Regions from separate parts of the Mus musculus genome. Here region 2 is linked to region 1. The links are chromatin contacts, called in public promoter capture Hi-C maps. All regions are on one chromosome and are shown on one strand. The core of a region is the stretch at or near the end of the contact, and the rest is flanking DNA. Distances in the headings are between cores, read along the strand shown.

Region 1 (2,700 bases), core at 39-2,538:
ATTGTAAAAGTTTGACAATCTTATACAACACAAGTTTCAGCCAGATAATCACTCAATTAAACAGAAGGCAACCCAAGGATTAATAACAGAAAATCCTAAGCTAAAGTTAGTGCTGCATAGTCCGGTCAGGGACTGGTGAAGTGTCCACACGGCACACACTGACCTCAAGTTTCTTCTCCAGAACCACAAAAGCAAAATGGGTTTGATAAGCCACCAAATTAATCTTTGAGCTGTGGCCCCACCTTCTTTGATTTTTCTCTTTTAAGGGATCATCTGCACTCTGATCTGGGACTTATGCTTCATGTTATTGCTATTTCTCTCAACAGAATCAACCGGTCTTTCTCAACCTGCTCCAAAACTGCACACTGCCTTTGCAAACATTCCACTCCTCTGGTATCCAATTCACATCCAAAGAGCAGTTAACAATTTTAACATGTTCCAGAGACAATCTCAAAGACGAGAAACTCAAGATAAGGGGGAAATTGTGGGTGTTTGTAAGCAGAAAAGCTGATCTCCTTGAGAAAATACTTGTTCCTACAATGTCAGCCTTCTTCAGCATACAACCCTTTGACCAGTAAGTAGCTGCACGACCCCATCTCCTTAGGTACTAACAATGGCACCTACCCTGTATCTCCCAATCCGTGAAGGAAAATAACCTAAAAGAGAATAAGACAAAATAAGCACACACTGGACTGTTACAGATTTTGTTAAGTTATAAAACCCAATGAAGGACCTAAAAACTTACAACAGAACACTATTCCACAAGCTATTTAATTTCTATACCCCTTCGTTTTAGCACTCAGAGGTCTCACACAGTCGGATAAAAGACAGCTGTCTCTAAAGTCAAGTCACGAAAGTCGAATTTTTTTCATCACAAAAGTTTCCGGGAGCAAAAGTTAATCTGAGCTCCTGCGGCAGGACAGACACTCCCGCTGCAGGTCGGCTGTTTCAGCACTGGACCTCGGAATTTGCTTCAGGGGTGGGGGTGAGAGTGCTAGGCAGGCAGGCGGCGCCCCGCCGGCTCCGATTCCCCGCCCGACCCCGGAGAGCCCGCGGGGCGGCGCGGACGCATCCACGCGCGGCGGCCTGGGTCTCGCTGGTGCCCCAGGCCCGGGCGCCGCCACTCACCGCGGCGGTGGCCTTCCGGGCGGCCGGCACAACGGCGGGCATCGGAGCGGACATGTTGTTGCCGCACATCCACCGGCTGGCGGACAGTGCGTCGGAAGCGGAAGGGAACTCGGGCTCCCGGCAGCCGAAAGTCCCAGCCCGCCCCTCCGGGCGCGCGCTCAGGCGCGTGCGCGCCCCCGCGCCGCCCTGCACTGTTCCTCGCGTTCGGCCCCGAGCTCGCGCCCCGATTCGGCCGCGCGTGCGCGTCATAGTGAGCCTTCCCGCACCGCGCTGGAGCAGTGCGGGCCGCTGCTAACCTCTCGCTGTCCATCCACGCCCGCAGTGCCTGGACCAGCGGCAGGTAGCAGGGACCGCTGCTGGGACCGCGGCTAGGCGGGGCGAGCTCTTGCTGTGGTCCCCTGCGCGCTTGACGCGTGACTCCCGATTTCACTTCCCCAGGCAGGTCAACGTTATTAACTAAAGGACAGGTATTCATTGAAATATAGCCGTTTTGAACACGGGGCAAAATCGCCACCCTTCTGCACAGCGCTGAATTTATTGCATATATAGTATGTATAACTGGGGAACGGTTCATGGCAAACATTTAAGGTCAAAATGTCATGACCTTCAGAAGTCTGCAATTCAGTGAGGAAACCAAATATACAGTTTTGACTGGAAAGGAGTTTGTGAACTAAGACTTAAAGACTAAAAGACTTAATTAAATTACACAGGAAAATCTAGGTCCTGAGAGATTTTGGAGTCTTATTCAAAACGGTTTTAAATCAGTCTTGCCCTTAAATATTGAAAAGTTTAAACATTCTCAAAAATGTTAAATTGATAACCCTCCCCCAAAATGGTAGTAATGTGATTCACAAGGCTTATGCCTCTATATATTTTTTGCTTTTTCGATACATGGTTTCTCTGTGTAGCCTTGGTTGTCCTGGAACTCACATTGCAGACCAGGCAGGCCTCAAACTCCTAACTCTACCTCCTGAGTGTGTTTGCCACCACACCCAGCAATGCCACTATATTTAAGTCAAACTGTTAGGTCTTTTCTTTGTGACTTTAAAAGAAAACACAACTGTCTTTAGCTCTCATTATGAACATAAAATGATCCAAGTCACTGTTAAGTAAGTTTCTCTATGATGAAATATGTAGAATTCCAGGAGCTACCATTATCTCACTAGAGAGGACAAGAATACATCAAGTTGGGGTGCCTGTCATCTGTGTCTTTTCCTATCTCAAAATCTCCAGTTCCTGCAATTTTTCTGGAGTTTTACATCCTCCAATGAGCTTGTTTCTTCTGTTCTGAATGGTTTCTTTCTTCCCTGGGTAAGGGAATGAAGTAAATATAAAATTTAGAAAAAAAATAGTTAATTATTCAGATCATGTGATTGTACAAAAGAAAAAGTAAGCCCAGTGGTGGTGGCGCACGCTTTTAATTCCAGCAGAGGCAGGTGGATTTCTGAGTTCCAGGCCAGCCTGGTCTACAGAGTGAGTTCCAGGACAGCCAGAGCTACACAGAGAAACCCTGCCTCGAAAAACCAAAAAGCCAAAAAAAAAAAAAAAAAGAAAAGAAAAAGAAAAGAAAAG
Region 2 (2,700 bases), core at 39-2,538, 66 kb before region 1:
CCATTTAGGACTACAAAACTCACACTCTCTCTACATATTGTCCAGTTGTAGGTCTCTGTATAAATACTATCTATTATAAAAAGAACTTTCTCTGATGTGAGCTGAGTGAAATGAGGAACCGATCTTTGAGTATAGCAATGTGTGTGCCATTAGAAGTTATTACTGAGCCAGGCAGTGGTGGCGCACACCATTAATCCCAGCACTTGGGAGGCAGAGGCCGATTTCTGAGTTTGAGGTCAGCCTGGTTTACATAGCAAATTCCAGGACAGCCAGGGCTACACAAGAGAAACCTTGTCTTGAAAAACCAAAAAAAAAAAAAAAAAAAAAAAAAAAAAAAAAAAAAAAATCCTACTAGAAGAAGAAGTTGTTGTTGTTGTTATTACTGCTCTTTTAGTGAAACAATAGTATTAGGTTTTCTGCTAAGTCCATGACCTATCTCAAGTCCCTGGCCACTTATCAATTTCAAATATGGGTTTCACCTCATGAAGTGGACCTCAAGTCCAAAAAAAAAAAAAAAAAGAGTGATTCCTTCCTTCCATAAGACTTGTACCAATACTGTACAAGTGGTATTTTACAGGCAGGTCACAGGATCTGTAGCTGGGTGATACTGATATCTTTCCCCTTCAGTATCACACCAGCACCATAAACAGTAGGAGTGAAGCTTCTAGTCAGGCACCAGATCAACTTCTCCACGTCTGTTAAGTGTCTTCAGCAACAGGGTCTTAATGTCAGGTTGTAGAGAACAACATAGTAGGCTTGGCAATGGCCTGGGATGTTTGGGGGATTCCACAGGAGCCCTTTGGCCAATAACTCAACAAGATAAATGTGTTCCTGACACTGAAAGTTTGACTTGACAGGATAAGATGCCTGGTTAAGGCACTGTCTCCACTATTATTTGATGACTGCATTTAGATCCCTTTCATAAGTTATTTTAAGGAAGCATCAGTAGGTTTCCATATGGTTTTTCAGACAGCATTTAGTGTTAGTAGTCCCCCTAGTAATTCCTTTCCTCTCCCTATTTATTAAGTCCTCCTATTTTAGTTTCCTCTTTATCTCTCTTTAACACTATTTTACTTCCTTGGGAGATTTTCCCCTCCCTGGTCCCTTGCTAGGTACCTAACCTTGGTGGTTATTTGAACTGTAGCACACATATTAAAGGCTTAAAAACTAACATTCACATACCAGAAGAAACACACAATACTTGTCTTTTGGGGTCTGGGTTACCTCACTCAGGATGATTTTTCTTTTAGTTCAATCCATTTACCATTAAGTTTCATTTTCTTACCAGCTGAATACTCCATTATGTAACTGTCTTAGTCAGGGTTTCTATTCCTGCACACACGTCATGACCAAGAAGCAAGTTGGGGAGGAAAGGGTTTATCAAGCTTACATTTCCACATTGCTGTTGATCACCAAAGAAAGTCAGGACTGGAACTCAAACAGGTCAGGAAGCAGGAGCTGATGCAGAGGCCATGGAGGGATGTTCATTACTGGCTTGCTTCCCCTGGCTTGCTCAGCCTGCTCTCTTATAGAACCCAAGACTACCAGCCCCGAGATGGTCCCACCCACAAGGGGCCTTTCCCCCTTGATCACTAATTGAGAAAATGCCTTACAGCTGGATCTCATGGAGGCATTTCCTCAACTGAAGCTCCTTTCTCTGTGATAACTCCAGCTGTGTCAAGTTGACACAAAACTAGCCGGTACAGTAACTATATCTCATTTTCATTATTCATTCATTAGTTGATGGCCATCTAGGCTGTTTCCAATTTCTGGCTATTATGAATAGAGCAGTAATGAACATGGATGAGCAAGTATCTCTGTAGTAAGATGTAAAAATTCTTTGGGAATATGCCCAGGAGGCATAACTGGATCTTAAGGTAGATCTATTCTCATCTTCCTGAGAAACCTTCAAAATAATTTCTACAGTGGATGTACCAGTCTGCACCAGTAATAAATAAGTTAGCAAATGTTTGTTATTTTTTAATTAACTTTGACTGGTCTGACTATGGTAGGAGAAAATCTCAAAGTGATTTTAATTTGCATTTTCTGGATAAAGATGTTGAACATTTTTGTTTCTTAATCATTTGTGTTTTAATCTTTTGAAAACTGTTTAGCTCTACACCCCATTTTACAATTGGGTTTCTTTATGTTTAGGTATTTTTTAGTTAATTTTATATATACTAGATATTAACCCTCTGTCAAATGTATTATTGTATTCCCCATTCTTTAGGTTGACCCTCTGCCTAAATGATGATGTGCTTTGTCACACAGCTTTTTAAGTTCATGAAGTCCTATTTAGTGATTTTTGGCCTTCTATTTTTTTTTTTGTTTTTGTTTTTCTTTTTTTTTTTGGTTTTGTTTTTGTTTTGTTTTTTTGCTGAGACAGGGTTTCTCTGTGTAGCCCTGGCTGTCCTCGAACTCAGAAATTCACCTGCCTCTGCCTCCCAAGTGCTGAGATTAAAGGCATGCACCACCACAACCGGCTTGTGATTTTTGGTCTTTTTTTTTTTTTAATATTTTTTAAAGATTTATTTATTATATGTAAGTACACTGTAGCTGTCTTCAGACACTTCAGAAGAGGGCGTCAGATCTTGTTACAGATGGTTGTGAGCCACCATGTGGTTGCTGGGATTTGAACTCCTGACCTTTGGAAGAGCAGTCAGGTGCTCTTATCACTGAGCCATCTCACCAGCCCGTGAT

What was found. Promoter capture Hi-C pulls out the DNA fragments that hold promoters and counts their contacts.
Region 2: a contact with region 1 is called in a promoter capture Hi-C map of macrophages, with 8 read pairs. The contact joins the enhancer-like site here to the promoter of Lypla1 in region 1. A contact is called at or near these places in 10 of 39 promoter capture datasets (3T3-L1-derived adipocytes, the HPC-7 cell line, epiblast stem cells and 7 more), 7 of 484 Hi-C or Micro-C datasets (CD8 T cells, LSK cells, the N1E-115 cell line and 4 more), 2 of 115 datasets of contacts at active chromatin or transcription factors (both in embryonic stem cells) and 4 of 9 other capture datasets (adipose tissue, liver, macrophages and 1 more).

Annotation. Positions count from the first base shown.
Region 1 is chr1:4,806,411-4,809,110 of GRCm38.p6, reverse strand. Lypla1 (lysophospholipase 1) reads right to left here and starts at 1,288. Exons shown (of 9, transcript NM_008866.3): 1 at 1,129-1,288; 2 at 625-656. The coding sequence starts at 1,197.
Region 2 is chr1:4,872,144-4,874,843 of GRCm38.p6, reverse strand. The region is part of intron 2 of Tcea1 (transcription elongation factor A (SII) 1); the gene reads right to left. Among named protein-coding and RNA genes, the nearest start is that of Tcea1, 16 kb to the right of the region's middle. Within about 2 kb of position 1,288, at least 17 of the 459 cell types and tissues checked have an H3K27ac peak or open chromatin away from gene starts, as enhancers often do. A contact at or near this core is called in macrophages, where this site is marked.